Regions from separate parts of the Sus scrofa genome. Here all the other regions are linked to region 4. The links are chromatin contacts, called in public Hi-C and HiChIP or PLAC-seq maps. All regions are on one chromosome and are shown on one strand. The core of a region is the stretch at or near the end of the contact, and the rest is flanking DNA. Distances in the headings are between cores, read along the strand shown. Region 1 holds the start of SNX6 (sorting nexin 6). Region 2 holds the start of CFL2 (cofilin 2). Region 3 holds the start of SPTSSA (serine palmitoyltransferase small subunit A). Region 4 holds the start of NFKBIA (NFKB inhibitor alpha).

The links. A called contact is a pair of places that touch in the nucleus more often than the background predicts. HiChIP or PLAC-seq counts read pairs in DNA pulled down with a chosen protein or histone mark.
Region 1: a contact with region 4 is called in an H3K27ac HiChIP or PLAC-seq map of alveolar macrophages. The contact joins the promoter of SNX6 here to the promoter of NFKBIA in region 4.
Region 2: a contact with region 4 is called in an H3K27ac HiChIP or PLAC-seq map of skeletal muscle. The contact joins the promoter of CFL2 here to the promoter of NFKBIA in region 4. A contact is called at or near these places in 2 of 5 promoter capture datasets (fetal liver and fetal skeletal muscle), 2 of 47 Hi-C or Micro-C datasets (heart right ventricle and skeletal muscle) and 1 of 2 datasets of contacts at active chromatin or transcription factors (skeletal muscle).
Region 3: a contact with region 4 is called in a Hi-C map of retroperitoneal adipose tissue, with 1.9 times the contacts expected there. The contact joins the promoter of SPTSSA here to the promoter of NFKBIA in region 4. A contact is called at or near these places in 2 of 47 Hi-C or Micro-C datasets (retroperitoneal adipose tissue and subcutaneous adipose tissue).

The regions. Positions count from the first base shown.
Region 1 is chr7:65,154,736-65,159,779 of Sscrofa11.1, reverse strand. It overlaps SNX6 (sorting nexin 6), which reads right to left and starts at 3,304. Exons shown (of 14, transcript NM_001244216.1): 1 at 3,259-3,304; 2 at 3,056-3,103. The coding sequence starts at 3,264.
Region 2 is chr7:65,088,112-65,093,277 of Sscrofa11.1, reverse strand. It overlaps CFL2 (cofilin 2), which reads right to left and starts at 2,151. Exons shown (of 4, transcript NM_001025215.1): 1 at 1,977-2,151; 2 at 1,557-1,864; 3 at 1,359-1,435; 4 at 1-1,275. The coding sequence starts at 1,979. The coding sequence ends at 1,163.
Region 3 is chr7:65,299,088-65,304,464 of Sscrofa11.1, reverse strand. It overlaps SPTSSA (serine palmitoyltransferase small subunit A), which reads right to left and starts at 1,578. Exons shown (of 2, transcript XM_001926473.3): 1 at 1,358-1,578. The coding sequence starts at 1,574.
Region 4 is chr7:64,503,694-64,509,402 of Sscrofa11.1, reverse strand. NFKBIA (NFKB inhibitor alpha) reads right to left here and starts at 1,284. Exons shown (of 6, transcript NM_001005150.1): 1 at 1,058-1,284; 2 at 375-483; 3 at 1-23. The coding sequence starts at 1,284. It overlaps LOC110261573 (a long non-coding RNA gene), which reads left to right and starts at 490. Exons shown (of 3, transcript XR_002345861.1): 1 at 490-839.

The DNA.
Region 1 (5,044 bases), core at 2,055-4,554, 650 kb before region 4:
CTCCTGCATTACTTTTTTTGATTCTGTGATGTCCCCTCTGCATATGTATCAGATATGTGCTTTATGCTTTTTCTCTATCCAGATTTTGTTAAATGGCTGAACAAGGTAATCTAAACTAAAACTGCAATACCTAAAAGTTCTAATCTATTTATGGCAACCAATTCCTATCAGGACAAATATAAGGAGATTTAAACAGGCTTCAAATTTCTTTTCCTGAAGTGAGGAAATACGATAACTTTGTATAGCCATAATCAAACTTCAGTGCACAAAAGAATCTTCCTGTTGGTTAAAAAATAGTTATCTGTCCTTCCTACCTCAAAAGATTGACTCACTTGGGCACAGACCTAGAAACTTTTGACTGTGGTTTTTCAAACACCCCAAGTGATTCTTTTTATTTTTTTTTCTCTTTCTGGTCACACCAAGGCATGCAAAAGTTCCTGGGCCAGGAATCAAACCTGAATCACAGCAGTAACAATCCTGGATCCTTAACCTTGAGAGCCATGAGAAGACTTCACCTCAGGTGATTCTGATGCAAGTGTTTCAAGGCAACTTTGGAAACATGTGACTGGCTTTGATGTCAGAAACATGGTTAAAGTCCACCTCTTCCATTCATTGGCTGGGTGCCTTCAGTCTACTTACTTAGTTTCCGAGGTTCAGATTTCTCATCTGTAAAATGGGGATACTAAAAGCCTCACATGGATGACAAGAGGATATAATGAAACAATGCTTTTATAGCACTTAACACATGCCCAGCTGTGATTATTAACATGATTCGTTTAGTTCTACAGGACAAAAACAAGGAAAAACTGGACAAGTATATACATTCATCTTAACATTCTAAATGCTTTCAAATCTATGGTAATGTGAAAAAAAACAAATTTATGGTAATGTTTTTTTCAATTTCCATATTAAAATTTTCACCTACAAGACTCTATAAGAACCTTTTGGTAGTTCCCGTTGTGGCTCAGCAGGTTATGAACCTGACTAGTATCCATGATGATGGAAGTTAGATCCTTGGCCTCACTCTGTGGGTTAAGTATCCGGCATTGCCATGAGCTCTGATGTAGGTTGTAGACACAGTTTGGATCCCATGTTGCTGTGGTGTAGGCTGGCAGCTGCAGCTCCAATTCAACCTCTATCCTGGGAATTTCCACATGCCTCAAGTGCAGCTCTAAGAAGCAAAAAAATATATAAATAAAAAGAAAGAAAAGAACCTCCTGGTCAGGCATGCTCTTTGTCTCTTTCCCTTTAATTTTGTAATACATGAAAAAAAGTTTTTGGACACATTACTTAAGTGGTTCCAGTTCCATAAGCAAACCTCAATAAAGGCATCAAGCCTAGAACACAAATATTCACCCCAAAATACTCTATTTTTCACATCAACAAAAATACTCAAATGAGTCAGATTTTATAAGCAAATCCTGTTTACTTCTACTGGTAGACCACAAAAATAAGACACAAAGTTGTTATCTAAATAAAGGAGTTCCCTTGTGGCAAAGTGGGTTAAGGATCTGGTGTCCCTGCAGCAGCTCCGGTTTGATTCCTGGCCTGGGAACTTCCACATGCCATGGGGCGGGTCGGAGTGGAAGGAAGGAAAGAAGGCCATATTCTTCACGTTTAGAAAAATCAGTTTGTGCTATAATCAATTCTCATTTCACTGAGAACTCTGCTGGTTATTCCTATTTTAAAATCCAGAATACAATTTATATTGTTACATCTAACTCCATTATCTTATCCTAGATGATATATATACACATTCACACACAAACATTCCCTTAAAATTCATTACAACCAGAGATCCTGTCATGGCTCAGTGGTTAGGGAACCCAACTAGCATCCATGAGGACATAGGTTCAATCCCTGGCATCATTCAGTGGGTTAAGGATCCAGTGTTGCCAGTTGCCATGAGCTGTGGTATAGGTTGCAGACGCGGCTCGGATCCCGAGTTACTATGGCTGTGGTGTAGGTTGGTGGCTGTGGCTTGTATCTGACTCCTAGCCTGGGAACCTCCATATACTGCAGCTGCGGCCCTAAAAGACAAAAAGATAAAAAATTAAAAATAAATAAAATTAATTACAACCTAAAATTTTTAGAAGTAATCAGAAATCCTATGCGATGCTTTCATACCAACAAGAAATAGTAACATTCTATAAGAGTATTTTCTCACCTGCCAAAAATCAACTAATGGAAGTGTCTGAAACATTAAGATCAACAAGCAAAAGGCAAAACAGAAAACTAAAGTGCAGGCTGTTTAAATGTGACGGAACCACGGAACCCTGCTGAGCGGCAATCATCATATATCAGTATTTTTCAAGTGCTCACTTGTGCAAGGCACTATACAGATTACCACCCTTCGGTCAAGATAAATTGGGGGAAGAGAGTGGGGGAGGAGGAATCAGAGCCCAGAAAGTCCTTTCTGAAGTGAAATGCAATTTGCCTCAAACCACCACTAAGGGAGCTCTGCAAAAGATGTATTTTTTGACCATTAAGAAAAGTAAAGGTACTGTGGGCTACCAGCACTTTGCAAAATCTAGTAGCATACTGGAGAAAAGTTAAGATTCAGCGACTGTAAAATCCCTTGCACAAGGGAACGAGCCTATACTACAACGTTTTAGAGAGAGAGAGAGAGAGAGAGAGAAGGGTGGGCGGGGGCGAGTTCGAGAGGTCTACGAGGGGAAATGAAGGGGTACCGGCAGGAAGGTCTGACAATGGGTTCTTATAGCCCCCAACCTGGCAGGAGAGGTGGAAGGGTGCAGCTCCAGCTTCTGTCTCCACTTCCCCACCTGCACACCGACCGCGGCGGGGGAGGAGGTCCACCCGCAGGTCCAAGCCGAAGCTGGGCACTAGACAGGCCGCGGGTCCCGGGGAAATCAGAACCGAACTGCCCAGAGGGAGGAAAGGCTGCAGGAGGGCGGGGCGCGGGAAGGCAAGGAAACCGAAAGGAGCCCAGCGGGGAGGGGGTGCCTAGCGGCCTGGCCCCCTACCCTCCGCAGTACCACACCCCAGAGCCAAGGCGCGGGAGGGAGGTTCCCGCGAGCGAGGAGGCAGAACTTACTCCGCGGTCCTCGTCGGAGAGGAAGTCGGGGCCGTCGTCCAGGCCTTCCTGCGGGGGCAGCAGGGCCCGGCGTGCCAGGGAAGAGTATGGAGTAGGGGAGATACAAAGGGAGACATTAGTGCCAGGCCAGCGCGGCCCCCGAGCCCTCCCCGAGCCCGCCACCCCCACCGCGCGCCCGGAGCTCGGCGCCGCCGAACACCCACCATCATGGCTGCTCCGAAGCGACAGCCAGCGCAGGCGCGCACGGCACCGCGGGCCGGAGGGAGCCGGCGGCAGCGAGTGGGGGGAGGGGCGGGGCCTCGGATCAGCCCCGCCCCGCCCCGCCCGCCCCGACCCAGAGATGCCAGGGTCCGAGAGTGCGGAAGAAGGAAGACCCCGCCCTCCGCCCAAGGTCCGAGCCCCTAAGATGGAGAGGGCCCGAAGACCCAGACTCTCGTGGGTGAGGACAGCCCATCGCGGCGGCTATGACCCTGGAAGGGCCAAAGGCCACCCAGGGAGCTGTCCAGTTCCCTTTCCCTGAGGGCTGCAGCAAGAAAGCCAACAAGCGCCTTCTGGAAGCCACAATACATCATCTAGTCTTTGTATGGTGCCACAGGATAATTAATCACAATTAATATTTTGCCTGTAGAAGTTGTGGGAACCAAGGCCCTTCACACAGTCATCAGTTAGGGGTTGTATTCAAGCTTTTACTGTTGGCGTGGTAATAACTATCTCAGGGTTTGGGGCGCTAATGGCTGAGCACTATAAAAATGAGCCGTTCTCATTACAAGAGTATGCTTTCCTTTATGCCAAGAAATGTGCCCAGACTCCTCTTACTGTCGTGCTTTACAGCACCACACAGGTGTCCACAGCCCTTAAGACAAGACAAAATCAGTTCTTATCCCCTGCGTACTTCTGGTACACTTTCGAGCTTGCGCGCGTGGGCACACACACGCACACGCAAGCAATCCTGTACCTCCATTCAGTTAATGGCATTAGCATCTTCAGGCCAGAAACCTCAAAAGTCCCATTCAAGTTCTTCCTTCCTCTCCTTCACTGATCACACCATTAGTAACCAAATCCTATTATGACTATGACTGATGATCTGCTGTTATCTCTTAAATTGGTCTGTTCCTCCTCCTAATCCTTTTCCACAACAATTAACCTCAGCATCTGTCTGTCCCCGCCCCCCCCCTTTTTTTTGGTCTTTTGGCCTTTTCCAGGGCCGCTCCCAGGGCATATGGAGGTTCCCAGGCTAGGGGTCTAATCAGAGCTGTAGATGCCGCCCTACGCCAGAGCCACAGTAACGCGGGATCCTAGCTGAGTCTGCAACCTACACCACAGCTCATGGCATTTCCAGATCCTTAACCCACTGAGCAAGTGCAGGGACCGAACCCGCAACCTCATGGTTCCTAGTCGGATTCGTTAACCACTGTGCCACGACGGGAACACCGGTTTGGCCCTTTTTAAAAAAAAGTTTTTAAAAACTAAAGTATCTTTAATGTACGATATTGCATTAGTTTCAGGTGTACAGCAAAGTGATTCAGTTATGTACACACACATTCTTTTTCAGATTATTTTCCATTATAGGTTATTACAAGATATTGAGTATATTTCCCTGTGTCATACAGTAGGTCTTTGTTCTTTTATATACAGTAGTGTGTATATGTTAATCCCTAACTCCTAATTTATCTCTCTCCCCCCTTGTCTGGCCCTTTACAATACTCTTGTAATTTTATTTCCAACTCCCTCTTACCATTCTGTAAACTGCTGCCAGTTTTCCTCCTAAGACACAGATATGGATGATTATGCTACTACCCTGTTCAATAATCTTCACAAGTTTCCATTATGTGAAGGTCCAACTCTTCAGCCTACAATTCTAGGCCTTCCACATTTGATTCCCTCCCTATTTTGCCAGGACCTCTGTCCTATCTTATTGAATTGAAGCTCTCAAAACAATAATGGTAAACTTCCAGACATTTTCATGAGAGCTTGTCGTTTTCATTTTGT
Region 2 (5,166 bases), core at 902-3,401, 580 kb before region 4:
GTCAAAGTGCAAAAAAATAATTCCTGATCATATTAACACATAAGGAAATAAATAACTAAAGCTTGTAAAAGTACCCTTCTATAATAATAATAATTTATATTAATTGGATTTAGGATAGAATATTTTTTTAAACCAAATATGCCCAACAAACTGGAAAATATCATGCATGAATATTGTACAAAAAAATTCTTAAATGACCAGTGCAGAGATTAATAATAGCTGTTTATCCTAGGAGTTGCTTCACATGGTATTTTGCAAAATGTCCAAGGAAAACAAGGCAACATTCTGTAATATGCCACAATTTTTATTGCAACGTGGCCATTTTTGTGAGGGTGGGGAGTTGATCTCAAAAACAATGTTCCATTTAAGGCTCTTTTATACAGAAATTGCCATCATGACTGATATTCAAAATATCTTTAGTGTTGCAAGACTTACATACTTACATGGTAAACATAAAACTCCTACACTTATTCAGTAGTGTATACTCAATGGAAAACAAAAAGGCATTAATAATTGCTATTTCTTTTAGGAAGATTCGCAGGTAACAGGAATGAACACTGAGGTACTAGGATAAGCTGATGACACAGTTAGCACAACTTAATTGGCATTCCTTTTGAGGTGGGAGATTAAACTCATTACAAAAAAAGTGCTTTCAATGCATAGTGTTATATCCGTGCTGCCAAGTCACAAAAAATAGGCTTGCCAAGGCAGGTGAGGTGTATGAATGCTCGAGCCTCACAGAACTGCGATCAAGTGCAACTATAAATAATACTGAATAAAGTTTACCATCTTACCAGTGGATAATGCTTTCAAGGCATTCAATTAGCTTAACCCTTTGCAGTATTCTAAACTATTCACATTGACAATCACATTCATTGTAGTGCTTGCTGCAAGGGAGGCATGTAATCAGTTGTTTTGGCTAAAATATGAGGGGAAGGCATTCCTTGGGTTCTACATAAAAGTAACAGTATTAAACAGTCTAATGGCAATCACTGATAGGCTGCTTACATGAATGGTATTTCCTTCATTCACTGTGTTGGAAGGACCCAGTGGGAAAAAGAAGAAAGAAAAAAAAAAAACAAAAAACACCTAATACTATTCCAATCGACTGAGCTGGAGAAATGGAAGCTCCTTAAGATCCGGATGGCACTTGACTGTCATTTTATAAGGGTTTTCCTTCAAGTGAAACGACTACGTTGCCTCCCAATTTCTCTCCAAGTGTTGAACGGTCCTTTATATCGTCCAAGCCATTTACTTGCCACTCATGTTTAATACCTAAAAAGAAAACACATTACCCCATTACTTTATCATTACTAAGAAAGAGCAGTTCCTCTGTACAAAATATTCAATGTCTGTACCTGTAAATTTCTTTTTAATGGCATCTTTAGAGCTAGCATAAATCATCTTGCTTTTTAAAGGTGCACTTTCAGGAGCCCTATAGGGAAGAAAGAAAAAAACTGTTGACTCCCACTTAAGAGAAAAACAAAGGCAAAACTGACTCTGTTAATAACAATCCTTGCATTTTAAAAGTACTTTTTTCTTTTGTTTTTACACACCAGAATATAAATACTAGGTCTTCTTTCTTAGACTCTTTTGTTTCGTATGTGGCATCGTACAAAGCATATCGGCAATCATTCAGAGGTAGCAACTTCACAAAAGATGTGTAGGGGTCCTCTACAGTATCACCAATGTCACCCACCAAGATCTGCTTTGCTTCCTCTACAATTATTTGTCTTTTGTCATCACTTAAACAGAAGAGAACTGCTTTCTTTCTTTTTTTGATCTCTTCTTGTGTAGAAGATTTCCTTACTTTCATGTCATTAAAAACTTTGATGACTTCATCATTCACTGTAACTCCAGAAGCCTGAAAATAAAGAAAGAAAAGCAATTCAGTGCACACATTTTGGTTTTAACCGAAATTACTGTTTGCCCAGGGAGGATTCACTTTAGTCTGGACATCGAAAATTGCATCATACCATGCAAGTAGTCCAATCAAATTTGCCACATTTTAAGTACCAGTCCTTGATGCACCTAAGGATTCTAACTCATCCTGCCCCATTCATCCTTCTTTTAAAAAGGGGTTTGGAGGTGAAGTAACTGGAAGGTAGAGGGAAAGGGACAAATACAGGCTGTCCCATCCCTGAAATGTTTCCTATTTCACTGGGTGATGTCAGAGCTTCAGGAACAGCAGCAAAAATACCTTCTGTATTGTGTCAACCCAGCAGGCCTTAAAAAAACACTTTTGGATTTCAGTTAATGCTTCTACTATTTTTTTCTTTAAAGTCATCCTAGCCAGTGCCGTTTCCTCATATGGAAAGAGAATCGAGTGTGAACTCCAAGCCGCCCACGGCTACAACATAATTGCCTCACAGCTCAAAGGCAGACACTTCACAACTAACGGATCGGATCGCGTGTAAAAAGCTTTTTACAGCGAGAAAGCATTTTTAAGAGTTTTCCCACCTCCTTAATCTCCCCCTAAGGGTTTTATGACAGGCCATCAAGACCCTCACCGAAAGCCTCCAGAAAGGGCTTTACAGCACGTACCAATTTGAGAGCTCGCGTGCGGGGTAAAATTAGGTAGCGGAAGGCAAAGGCGGCGAGAGGAGGCGGGGAGGGTGGGGAGGAAGCTCAGTGGACCCTCCGGCGCCCCCGGCCGCCGCCCCCCGGCCCAGGCTCCAGCCCCCGCCCCGCGCCCCCCGCCCCGCGCCCGGGCTCTCCCTGCCCCCAGGAATCCGGAGAGCGGCCGGGCAGGGCCTGACGGCGGGAGGGCAGGCCGGCTGGAAGAGAGCAGCGGGGCCGCAGCGCCCACCTTGGAGGCCAAAATCAGGTTAAAATGGCGGCCTCAGGCCCGAGGCCCGGCGGGGCCGCGCGGGGGTTTATGCTCGCCGTGCCCCGGCCCCCTTGGCCGCCGGGGTCCCCGGCCGGCGCTCCCGCCTTACCATAGTGCCCGCGGCTGAGACTGCGGCGGCGGCGGCGGCGGCGGCTCGGCTCCGGCTGTGTGGCGATGCGAGCAGAAGGAGGGGCGGGAGGCGGCGAGTGCGGGGCACGCCGGGAGTGCGGCCCGAGAGGCGGCGGCGACGGCTCGGGGGGCTGCGGCGCAGGCGGGGCGGTCACGTGGGCGCGCCCCTGGCCGGCCCTTCGGCCCCGCCCGCGTCCTCGACCTGACCCCGCTCGCGCCCTGCAGGCCCGGCTGCCGCGGTCGGGGCCCCGGGACCTGGCGAGGAGGCCTCTACCCCGGGGCACCAGTGGTCCGGTCCTCCAGCTCCCTGAGGGGTGTTTCTACACTGCTTCCCCGAGAGCGAGGGCGCGGGCGCGTCTGTGGGGAACCGCTCTCCGAGGTGGTCTCGCCTTCGCCTGCGGTTTCCACCGAAAGGAGCTGGATTCCTACGTTGTGGGTCTTTTTTAGAAAACCCCTTAAGAGATGGTGTGAATTGTTTAGATCTCCTTCCTCCAATTCAATGAGAATAAACACTATGGGGGGGTCCCCCCCGCAATTGATGGAATTAATGAGCAAAAACAAAATGACAAATAGAGACGGAGAAATCACTTTCCAAAAGTCTGCGTTTCAAATAATAATAGGGGGAAAATTGGGTAGTAACATTCCTTGGTAAAATTCTTTTATATATTAGACTTCGTAGGAAATGGATTGCACTCTGCTAGTAGTCGTTTCTTCCTGAGGCCCCAGCTACGACAGCTGGCGTCAATAAGTGGACCCAAGAGTAGAGATTCCTCCGTCTTGGCAACTGCAATCTCTTCTAGCAAAGCCCGTATAACGGAGCCAAGGCTCTTCTCTAAACCTTTTTGATACTTAAAATTATACATCGCATTTATCATAGAAAAAAATTGTCATTTTAGACATTGAAGAAATTTTTCATAAAGATTCAGTGCTTTGTAAGTTTATAGTGAAAATGTTTTAAATGAAACATTTTATGTGTTTATGTATAATAAAAGGAAGATTTAATAAAATATTTCATTACTTTGGGTTGATTTATGCTACCTTTTATCCTAACATTTATCATTTCTACCTTACTTTCTTCATTTGTAAAATTGGTAAAAATGAATTTAAAACTGATTAATGGTTGAACATATTTTGGAGTTCCCTGGTGACCTAGTGGTTAAGGATCAGGTATGTCACTGCTGTGCTTGTGTCACTGTGTGTCCCTGGCTGGGGAAGTGGGTGAGGCCAAGAAAAAAAAAAAGTTGAGGAGTTCCCGTCGTGGCACAGTGGTTAACGAATCCGACTAGGAACCATGAGGTTGCGGGTTCGGTCCCTGCCCTTGCTCAGTGGGTTAACGATCCGGCGTTGCCGTGAGCTGTGGTGTAGGTTGCAGACATGGCTCGGATCCTGCATTGCTGTGGCTCTGGCATAGGCTGGCAGCTACAGCTCCGATTCAACCCCTAGCCTGGGAACCTCCATATGCCGCGGGAGCGGCCCAAGAAATAGCAACAACAACCAAAAGACAAAAGACAAAAAAAAAAAAAAAAAAAAAAAAAAAAAAAAGTTGAGGAGTTCCTCTTGTGGCTCAGCAGGTTAGAAACCTGACTAGTATCCATGAGGATGCAGCATCAATCAATCAATCGATGCAGTGGGTTAAGGATCCTGCAATGCCTGTGAGCTGTGGTGTAGGTCACAGACACAGTTAGGATCCTGTGTAGTGGTGGCTGTGGCATAGGCTGGCAGCTGCAGCTCCAATTAGACCCCTAGCCTGGGACCTTCCATATGTGGCAGGTAAGGCCCTAAAACAAAACAAAACAAAAGTTGAATTTAGGAGTTCCCGTTATGGCGCAGTGGAAACGAATCCGACTACGAACCATGAGGTTGCGGGTTTGATCCCTGCCCTTGCTCAGTGGGTTGACGATCCGGTGTTGCCGTGAGCTGTGGTGTAGGTTGCAGACATGGCTTGGATCCTGCATTGCTGTGGCTCTGGCATAGGCTGGCAGCTACAGCTCTGATTCGACCCCTAGCCTGAGAACCTCCATATGCCGCGGAAGCGGCCCAAGAAATGGCAAAAAGACAAAAAGACAAAAAAAAAAAAAAAAAAAAAAGTTGAATTTATTTCATGAAAAATACTTGCACTAAGAAGGTGGAATTGTTATTGTTTAAAGCTCTTGGAAACTAAATAGTACTTACTAGCCTAGGTAATCCTTAAACCAGAAGCACAGTGT
Region 3 (5,377 bases), core at 329-2,828, 790 kb before region 4:
TCCTCATTAGCTCCAACCTATAGAACTTAGAGTGAAACTGAACTGTAGTAACAAATAAATGGTGTAGAAAATTAGAGCATACTTTACCTTCAAACTTTAAATCCAAAACATGCATTCTGGTTCTTAAATTCCAGGTTTGTAAAGAAATGTCAACAATAATAAAACTAAGTTTGCTTGTAAGCAGCTAAGATACCTCAGAAGTGGTGAAACAAAAGACTCTGCTTTTAGTGCAATCTTATGCCTGTTTAATATAAATAAACACACTGATTAAGCCTTGGAATGAAATTACCTCAGTCATTCTACCACAATGCAATAATGCATTTGCAAAGTTGTTCAAAGTTGTTCTGAAGCTACTCCAAACTAAACCACATTGAAGAGGAGAGGCCCTATAGGAAGCAAGCATGCTACGTAAATTATGTTCCTCATTGGCCCCCAAGTTAAAAAAAAAAAAGTTACATCTAATTATTAGTGTTTATTCTAGAATAATATCAAAGGATCTCAACACAGACAAGTGGAGACACTTCGGGAAGCATTTCTTCACAACCTTGAGTTATTAACTGAGGTTATGAAAGTTAGATGCCTTAAGATAACAGGCAAACTGCTTAGCAGAGTTGCTTGGCTCACAGTAAACGCTCAATAGTCGGACAAGTAGTTATTGGCGATCTATTAAACGGTTTCAAACACTACCTACAACTAACCACAAATTCCTTTCGAGCTTGACTGCTAAGAACTGTGCAAATGGCAAATTAACGAGTAGAATGCACTTTTTAAACTAACCATCATGAAGACCAAATAGGTACAATTTAAAAAATTGCTTTCTAAAACTATATTGGGACGCCATGAACACAAATTCACAACCGGATTTAAAAGCTGATAAACTGGTTAGCATTTTCATTAGAACTAAAGCCAGGTAAATCAGGGACAGTTAAAGGTCAAAGCCGTCCGAGCCGGGAGCAATCTGCTCCACTTACACCTCCCACAAGAACAGGAGACTGAACCAAAGGATGCCACGGCTGAAGTGCAAGGGTAGGCACACCAGGCACACATCGCCGGAGGGGAATCTCCTCCACTAATAAAGACGCTTCTATTTCGGGTCAAGTGACTCATCCGCGACCTCGGATCTCAAGAGTTCCCGCCGCCTCCCCACCCCCCACCACCGCAGGAGCGTCACCCTCGGCGCCGAGACCTCGGCTCCGCGTGCCCGCCACGAAGAAACGAGTCGGTGCGCGGCTCCCGCGGGGCCGCCTCTCCGCCCTCCCGCCGCCCCCCTACCACCCAGCCCTCCAGGGCCTGGGCCCCGGGAGGATGCGGCCCCGGCTCCGCGCCCCCACCGGGCCCCGAGGCCCGGGCAGGATACTGAACACAGTCCGCTCCCACGGCTCCAGCATGTAGAGCGCCGTGACCAGCAGGTACTGGTAGTAGAACCAGGACATTTGCTTCCAGGCCCGCGCCAGCGCCATCCCGGACAAACCGCCACCCGCGTTGCAGCTGAACGTCAGTCTGTCCGGCCGGCCTCCCGTGCGCGCCCTAAACCCCCGGCCACCAGGCCCGCCCGCCCGCCACCCCGCGCCCATTGGCCCGCCCGGCCCGGCGCGTCACCCGTGGGCACGCCCAGCTCCGCGCGCGCTCGGACCGCCGGCCGCGAGCCCCGCCCTGCCGGCGCTCATTGGCCAGGCCTCGGCCTCGCGCCGTGTCCGCCCCCTCGGTGTTTCCGCCCTCCCCGGGCCGCGCCCACGCGAGCCGGAGAACTGTCCCCGCGAGAGCGCCCCGCCGGGCCCCGCCCGGCCCAGCCTCGAGCGGTAGTTGGTGGGCGGGGCGTTGTGCCCACTGGGGGCGGGCGCTGGCTCCCTTGTACGGTGGGTCCACCCAAGTCTTGCCCAGAAACAAGGGTCGAAGAAATATTTGTGAAATACCAGTGATGCCTTAGGCGTCCTACTGGGCTGGAGGATTACTAGTGTGAACAGGAACGTAATACGTTCCTTACCTCGTCGGGTACGGTTTACCATCTAGCGAGGGAGACAAGCGGTCAGCACACACATGCAATCAGAGCTGTGATCAGTGCAGAGAAGGAGAATAAGGTGCTCGGAGAGGATGCAGAGGTGAATAGAACCCGGTCAACGAAGTTAGGGAAGGCATCTGAGAAAAAGAGATGAACCCTTGACCCTCTTCCTCCCTCCCCATGCACACATGCACTCAGACACACAAAAACACCCACATAGACCGACATCTGTGCATTCCTGAACCTAAAGACAAAAGAGATTACCCTAAATACATCTATCTGTTCACTTCTTTTAGTGTTTCTAGGTGCTATGTAGGTCAAGGCCAGGAGAAAGACGCAGATCTTGTGGGTTCTGCAGGCGACAGGCCGCTTGCAGTCTGTCTGTAGGCAGGTACCTCCAGGAGATTTGCCCTTAAATGTTCAGGTTTTTCCACTGGCAAATGAGCCAGCAACAATGCACTCACCTTCAGGAATGAAGACGCACAGTTAGTGAGATAATTAAATGGCCTGTCATTGAAATGTTAAAAGTTTTCTAAATAGCCTTTTGCTTAAACTTTTAAAACTTTACTGGTTGATAACTATTTATGCATTTAGACTGCTGTCGAGCTAAACATAAGGGATAGAAAGACAGACAGACTGAGATCTGCCTTCATAAATTACCTGGTCTACCAGGGAAGAGAAGCAAGTTAACGGATTACAGTGAATTGTTGTAAAGGGTATTTTTATGTTATGTGTAGAATGCTATGATAGCCCAGAGAAAATGAAATTGGTATTGTAAAAGTCTTCTGGGTTTTTTTGTTTGCTTGCTTTCTGTTTTTGTCTTTTTAGGGCCACACCCACTACATGTGGAGGTTCCCAGGCTAGGGGTTAAATGGGAGGTGCAGCTGCTGGCCTGTGCCACAGCCACAGCAACGCCAGATCCAAGCCATGTCTGTGACCTACATAATAGCTCATGGCAATGCCAGACTCTTTAAACCACTGAGCAAGGCCAGGGATTGAACCCACATCCTCATGGATACTAGTCGGGTTCGTTACTTTTGAGCCATGACTGGAACTCCAGTATTCTAAAAGGCTTCTGGGAAGTGGTGCTTAAATTGAGTCCTGAAGGGAAAGAAATGGCAGAATGACTGGGGTTAAAAAGAAGGTGAGGAGTTCCTGTCATGGCTCAGCGGTTGGCAGACCTGACCAGCACCCATGAGGACGTGGATTCTATCCCTGGCCTCGCTCAGTGGGTTAAGGATCTGGTGTTGCCATGAGCTGTGGTGTAGGTCGAAGACACAGCTTAGATCCTGCATTGCTGTGGCTCTGGCTTGGGCCAGCTGCTACGGCTCCGATTGTACCCCTAGCCTGGGAATATCCATATACCAGGGGTGCAGCCCTAAAAAGCCAAAAAGACCAAAAAAAAAAAAAAAAGAAGAAGAAGATGAAGAAAGAAAGAAACTGAGATGGGTATTCCAAGCATGGGAGTATGGAACCCCTATATGAAGGCCTGGTGCTTTTAAGAGATGGAATAACTTCCACACGGCTGAAGCAAAAAGAATACATAAGTAGTAGTGAGAGATGGGGCTAGATAGTAAACGGGACTTTGTCCAAATGTTAAAAGAGCCAATGGCTTAGTAAGATTTGCTTTTTGGACAAGATGTGGAGGTAAGCAGTAACCTGGAGGGAAAGAGGATCCTGTTGGAGACCTTACAGAAGTAAACACTGTAAATGGGACATAAATAACACACACTCAGACTTCCTCATCCCTGAGAGATCCAAGTCCTCTTGGCCCTCCCACTTTTTTTCTTTTTTCTTTTTCTTTTTTTTTTTTTTAATGGCCACACCCATGGCACATGGAAGGTCCCAGGCTAGGGGTTGAATTGGAGCCATAGCTGCCAGCCACAGTCACAGCCACAGCAATGCCACATCTGAGCTGCATCTGCAACCTACAACTGCAGTTCATGGCAATGTCAGATCTTTAGATCTGGGAGTGAAACAGGGATCAAACATGCATCCTCACGGATACTAGTCAGGTTCTTAACACTGAGCCACAATGGGGAACTCCATTCCACTTCCAAGTCTTACTGTGTTAGGCTCCTTTCTGTCTCTGGTTATCCCTGAGCTATCTCTTTCCAGATCTATTCGAGCACTGGCAGGCTCTGTTCCTTTCTCTTCAAATACTTCAGTCCTTGGTGATGCTCGGTTAAGTTTACACAAGATTGGAAGCCTCATCCACGGCTATCCTTCCCTCACTGAGCAGGCTCCCGCTGTGTGTAGAGCCCCCAATCCACTGCATCTCTTCAGGAGAGCAGCCTTACCAAGCCAGTCTCCCTCTCTCAGCTTCCCCAGGATTCCAGTGAACTCAAATCTTTCCATCTCTCTAGACTTTTTTTGTTTGTTGTTCGTTTGTTTTCTGTTTTTTAAGGGTGATACCCACAGCATATGGAGGTTCCCAGGCTAAGGGTCTAATCAGAGCTACAACTGCTGGCCTACACCACAGCCACATCAATGCCAGATCTGAGCTGCATCTTCTACCTACACCACAGCTCAGGGCAATGCCGGATCCTTAACCCACTGAGTGAGGCCAGGAATCGAACCCGCAACCTCATGGTTCCTAGTCAGATTCATTTCCACTGCACCACAACGTGAACTCCCATCTTTATAGAGGTGATGACTGGCTAGAAATGATGAAAAGAGGATGGGATCCTGGATAATGACAATATTCACAAAGAATCCAGGAGAAGTTTGGCTGAAAAGATAGGAATTCTGTTGGGAAGAGGCTGAGTCTGAGGTACCTGAGGGACTTGTAAGTGTCCAGTTGGGCATATGGGTCTGAAACTCAGAAGAAAAGCCTAAACAGAACTAAAGGCAAGAATTTTTTTTTCCCCTCTTTTGGCAGCCCCACAGCATATGGAGTTCCCAGGCCAGGGATCAGATCTGAGCCACAGTTGCGACCTAGGCCAGATCATTTAACCCACTGTGCTGGACTGGAGATCAAACCTATGTCCCGGCACTGCAGAGATGCTATAGATCCCACTGCACCACAGGGGGAACTCCAGAAATTTTCAATAAGCGGTGGTAATAGAAGCCATGATTGCAGATGGGGTCAGCCAGGGAAAGCAGTCAGTGTGGGAAGAGCCCAGTACAGAACAAACCCGGTGACTCTGCATTTAGGGGATGAGAGTCCAAAGGGAGCCAATAAAGACACTCAGAAGCAGCTAAGAGATTTGACAGCAGAGAGGAGAGACAAATGAACAAAGCCAGGGGAGGAAGGGATAGCCCTCGGATCGAATGGCTCAGGGAGAACAGGCAAAGGAGGAAGGGAAGGGCCAGTTTGTTTTGTCCACAGCGGACTCAACTGATGACTCATTCGTAGTGGAGTGATAAGGCAGAAAC
Region 4 (5,709 bases), core at 35-2,534:
ATCACCGCCAAGTGGAGTGGAGTCTACCAACAGAAGAGGGACAGAAAGGATAAGCCATGGATCAAACCCACAATCCATGTTCCCCTTGAACCCTAGAGATATCCTGGTTGTGCGTGCCGCTCCTCCCAGACAGATACAAGGGGTTAAGGAAACAGACGGGAGACCCCAGGTGGGCTTCATAAAAGCCTCACCAAATCAATGGGATTTTTCCTTCCTCTCTAGGATGTTGGCTGATTCAGATGTAAAAGCTCAGGGCGGATCATGACTAGGGGCAGTTAATTGGGAAATCATTGGAAATAACTGTGCTAGATCCAGCTCCATCAAGGGGTCAGAGAGGCAGAACCCAAGAGGCACGGGGCGGGCAAGCAGCGCACCTGCTGCAGGTTGTTCTGGAAGTTAAGAAAAGCCAGATCTCCCTTCACTTGGCGGACCACTTCCATGGTCAGTGCCTTCTCTTCATGGATGATGGCCAAGTGCAGGAACCTGAGGGGAAGAGAGGGAAAACCCCCAGGGCTGGTGAGTGCACTGCGTGGGGCCCAGGGAGGCACAGCCCGCAGGGGATTGCGCAAGCCCGGGGTTTCTGGAGGCCGAGGCCGCGGTGTTTTCCGCGAGGTTATTATGAGCTGAGTGTTCCTGGCAGGCACCCAGGGACTTTCCGCCCCCCCCCCCTCCCCAGGCGGCGGGCGCCGGCCAGACCGCCCCGCCCTCCCGCCGGGCCGGAACGCCCTGTACTTCCCCTCCCGCCCGCCAGCGGGGCAGAAACTCCCGCCCCCCCTTATGCAAGCGGGGACTTCGCGTCCCCGTGGCCGCCCCGCCCCCGGCCGAGGGGACCCGCAAAGGTGGGTGAGGGGTGGGAGGTGTGCACGGCTGCAAGGTAGAGCCGCGGGACCACGGCCCCAATCCCCGATCCCCGGCTCCCACGCGCAACCGTGCACCTTTGCACAGCCTCGGGGTCCGTGCACGAACCCCGATTCGCGGCCGCAGCGCGGGCCCCGCACCTCCGGCTGCAGGCCCAGCGCCCCCACCCGGCCCCGCCACCCGGGCCCGCGACACTTACGAGTCTCCGTCCTCGGTGAGCTGCTGCTTCCAGGGCTCGGCGCCGCGGGGCGCCTCCTGCGGCTCGAGGCGGATCTCGCGCAGCTCCTTCACCATCTGCTCGTACTCCTCGTCCTTCATGGAGTCCAGGCCGCTGTCGTGGCGGTCATCCAGTAGCCGCTCCTTCTTGAGCGCGTCCCGGGGCCCCTCCATGGCCCACTCCTGGCCGGGCTCTGCGGGCTGGAACATGGCGCGATGAGGGCTTGGGCGCTGCTCCCTAGGTGCGCGGGCCACAGGCTGCGCGGCGCGCTGGCTGCTCGCGGTGGCTCGGGCGGGCGGGACGATGGCCTCGGACTGTTGTGGGCTCGGCAGCGCCGCCGCGGCGCCCTATAAACGCTGGCAGGGGATTTCTCCTGGGCGGGGTCAAGCTCGGGGAATTTCCAAGCCAGTCAGACCAGAAAAGAGAACTGGCCTCGTCCTCTGCTGGGGGAAAAAGAAGCCTAAACCCCGCGCCCGGGTTCATCAGAGAAACTCCCTGCGATGAGCCACTGGGGTCATGTACAGGGAACTTTTTAATGCACGCTGAGTGGCTGGAAAGTCCTCCCGACCCGGCCCCCTCCCCCGGTACTTCCCTGCAGCCTGCAGTCAGTAATCCTGGCCCTCTGCATGGAACCTTATTTTCCCTGGGGTTTCCCACGATCGATTTGATTTGGGGTCGTCGGCTGCTAAGATCCCAAGGATGGAGAACTGCTGGTTTGCTGACCTGCCGATGCTTTCCTTTTTTTTTTTTTTTTTTTTTTTTAATCTCTTGAAAATGGGAGTGGAAATGTTGGCTGGATCTAGGGATTCACTTCCCTAAACTCCTGGGGAAGGACACACTGAGGGTGGAAGGTCGCCGGCTGCCTCTGCGTTCCTACCAAAGACCAGGCTCCTGGCAGTGCAGGGACATAAACCTCCCCCTCCCTCAAGCCCCCCTCAGGTAGAAGTCGTGAAAGCTTTAGCATTAACAGCGTAAATGCTTAGAGAACCCTCAAATCATTTCCTCGGTATGAACAGTCCTGTTGACTGGGGGAGGAGCAAGCACTCTGCCCTGGATGCTGGAAAATGCTGGATATGACTGGGCTATTTTTCAGGGAAAGCAAGGTGTTAATTTTTATAGCAAAGGTTGTAGATACTTTGCAGTGACAAAATAATTACTGAGGTCGTGTTCCTCCATTTGCACTGTGCTGCTGCAGAGAACCTACTTGTGGGGGCCGCTTTCTAGAAGCATTTGGAGAAGGTGGCTAAAGAATGGGTTGAGTAGTATTTTACCCAAGATTGGGCCTTAAAGATGGCTAAGAAAGTAGTTGCCAGGCATACTGCAGGAGGCTCAGGGCAGCCCCAAGGTGGCCTTCATCCTGCCCCTGCTGGCTTCTTGGGGGACAAAGGAGGGGGCAGCAGTTGGACCTGTCCATGCCATATGGGTAGCTACTCCAGGTTCACCATGTCCAGGTCTCAGCTGCAGAAACAGAAGTATGCTCTCTGCCCCATCCCCACCTCCTAGCCAATGAAAGGAATGCATTCATCTACTTCTAGAAATGGTCCAGGCCCTAATAAAGCAACTTGGATCAGACTTTTTCAGAAGGCACCCCAGGAAGCTTTTATAGTTTTGCAGAGATTTCTCGTGATTGTTGCAATCATCTTCAACTTGACTGGCCATGCACCAACCAATCCTTTTCCTCTCCTCATCTCCCCCTCCCCAATACCCCCACCTCTGATATCTGAATGTAGGGATGACAGACAGAATATGAGGGACAAAATAAAATCAAGAAAGAAATCTTTGGGGTAGTAACGATCACATAATAAAATGAAAACTGTCCAGGGAGAGACTCTGTATGTCTTTGTAGGCATTTGATAGACAAATACATCATTATTAGGCAAGGTGGCATGTGACGCTAAGTAGGAGATCTCACTTCCCAGCTCCACCCTTAATGAGCTGCACATTAGTTGAATGAATTAGCTACCTTTGCTATGGGGTACCTTCTTTTATAATAACAAGGTTGGATTTAATGATATTTAGATTTTTTTCCAGATTAAAAATGGTATTACTTGGAGTTCCTGTCGTGGCTCAGAGTAAACGAGTCTGACTAGCATCCTTGAGGAGGCAGGTTTGATCCCTGGCTTTAATCAAGGGGGCTAAGGATCTGGCGTTGCTATGAGCTGTGGTATAGGTCACAGATGCCGCTTGGATCTGGTGTTTCTGTGGCTGTGGCATAAGCTGACGGCCACACCTCCTGGGAACCTCCTTATGCTATGGGTGCAGCCCTAGAAAAAAGACCCCCCCCAAATGGTATTAATTGACCATGAATACTTGTATAACTTTGCTTAAGGGTGACCATGTCTCTTGGAAATATCATAGGATAAATTTTTAGAAAGACTCCAGTACTTTCTGCAACACATTCTGTTCTCAGAACTCATCTTGCAAGGAACAGTTCTGACTTTCCTAAAAAGAAACTGAAATGCAGAGAAATTTACCTAGGCATCCCAGAGCAGTTCATCTCATTTCTATCCCAGCATATTAATCATTTAGCCAAAGAGGTCATGGTATTAATATTTTTGAAAACACTTTGTGAAAGTGCGACTGAATACACTCTGATTTGGAAGATAATGCAAACTATTCCAATTGTTGGATAAAATAGAATATCTGGGGATACTCCCATCTGTTAAAAAAAAATAAACTATACACACACACACACACACACACCACACACAGAAATATCAAACTCTAAGTGCCCCCACTTACAAATACCTTAGAAGAGGATTATTAGCTGCAGGTTTAAAAATGATCATTGAACAAATAATCATGCAGAAGTCAAAAGTATCTCAGGAATGTGTCTTTGCTCCTCCTGTGACAGCTTTCTGTTGCTGCAGGCCTTGGGGAACTGGTGATCTTTATTCCTGATTGTTTAGTGTGACACCTAGTGGTAAGAGTCAAGATTTGTCATGGTGCTTTGGAAATCTGGGGAGGTGCTGAGCCTGGATGACGGGTCCCTATGGTGGGGATTCCCAAGGAGGTACCTTTTGTTTTTCTGCAGCCTGGGAGACAGTTTTGAGTAATGTGCTCCAATAGGTTTTCTCTCTATCATATGCTCTGTATGGTTTGAATCAACAAACATGACGACTTTGGAGATGGAGAACATGCTTGGAAATCAGAAAGCACGAACAGATGGAGCAGAGGAAGACAGAAAAACTGATTTGGGGTTTAAAAAGATCTTTGTAGACTCTTGTGCACTTAAGGGTTCTCCCCACCTGGTTCTCAAACATTTGAGCAAATCTGGACCGTTTCAAAGATGTTAAAGTCTGTTAATGTCATTTGGCTTTGGAGTTCCTGTCATGGCACAGTGGAAACAACCCAACTAGGAACCATGAGGTTGCGGGTCCGATCTCTGCCCTTGCTCAGTGGGTTAAGGATCTGGTGTTGCTGTGAGCTGTGGTGTAGGTTGCAGTCGCGCCTTGGATCTGGCGTGGCTGTGGCTGTGGCTGTGGCCAGCAGCTCTAGCTCCAATTGGACCCCTAGCCTGGGAACCTCCATATGCCCCAGGTGCGTCCCTAAAAAAAAATGTCTTTTGGCTTTATTTTCTTTTTAATGCAGAAGGTAAAGGAATGATTAAATTAACCTCAGAGCCACCCAAGATGCAGCCATAGGGAAGGAGAGGATGGCCAGTGATGCTCGCCTGATTCACAGTGGCCAGGAGCACCATCAGGGCCCAGTGTGGCTGCAGGCCTTTGCTGTGCTCTTCCTGGGTGGGAGGTGCACAGTGTGGACTGAACTTTCTGCCTGACATGTCCTGTGGCCTGGCAGCGTGGAGATGTTTCTATAACTTCAGCCACGTGGTCCAACACATTTGGCTTTTTTCTCTTCTTTTTCTTTTCTTTTCTTTTCTTTTTTTTTTTTTTTTAGGGCCGCACCTCAGCGTATGGAGATTCCCAGGCTAGGGGTCGAATCAGAGCATAGCTGCTGGTCTACGCCACAGCCACAACAACGCCACAACAATGCCAGATCCGAGCCATGTCTGCAAACTACACCACATCTCATGGCAACGCAGATCCTTAACCCACTGAGACCAGGGATCGAACCCACAACCTCATGGTTCCTAGTCGGATTCGTTTCTGCTAGGCCACGACAGGAACTCCAGAAATTCTAAATTTATATTCTGCCTCCAACCCCAGGCTCAGTCTTCTTTCTTCCTGTGCTGATTACCAACTGCCTCATCACCTGCCTCAGAACCTGGGGGTCCAACCTCTGGCTCTTTCCCAACAGAAAAGTAGCAGTCATGGAGTTCCGTCGTGGCTCAGTGGTTAACGAATCTGACTAGGGACCATGAGGTTGTGGGGTCGATCCTTGGCCTCGCTCAGTGAGTTAAGGATCCAGTGTCACCATGAGCTGTGGTGTAGGTTGCAGATGTGGCTCGGAGCTCATGTTGCTCTGGCTGTGGTGTAGGCCGGTGCCTATAGCTCCGATTTGACCCCTAGCCTGGGAACCTCCGTATGCTGCGGAAACGGCCCTAGAAAAGGAAAAAAAAAAAACTTCGATGACTTCAGGGTTTCTTTTGTTATAAATTCTGCAGTCTAATAGGGAACCAAGTTTTTGACTCAAATACCTTTCCTTAAGGGCCAGGACATCTTCACAGTTGA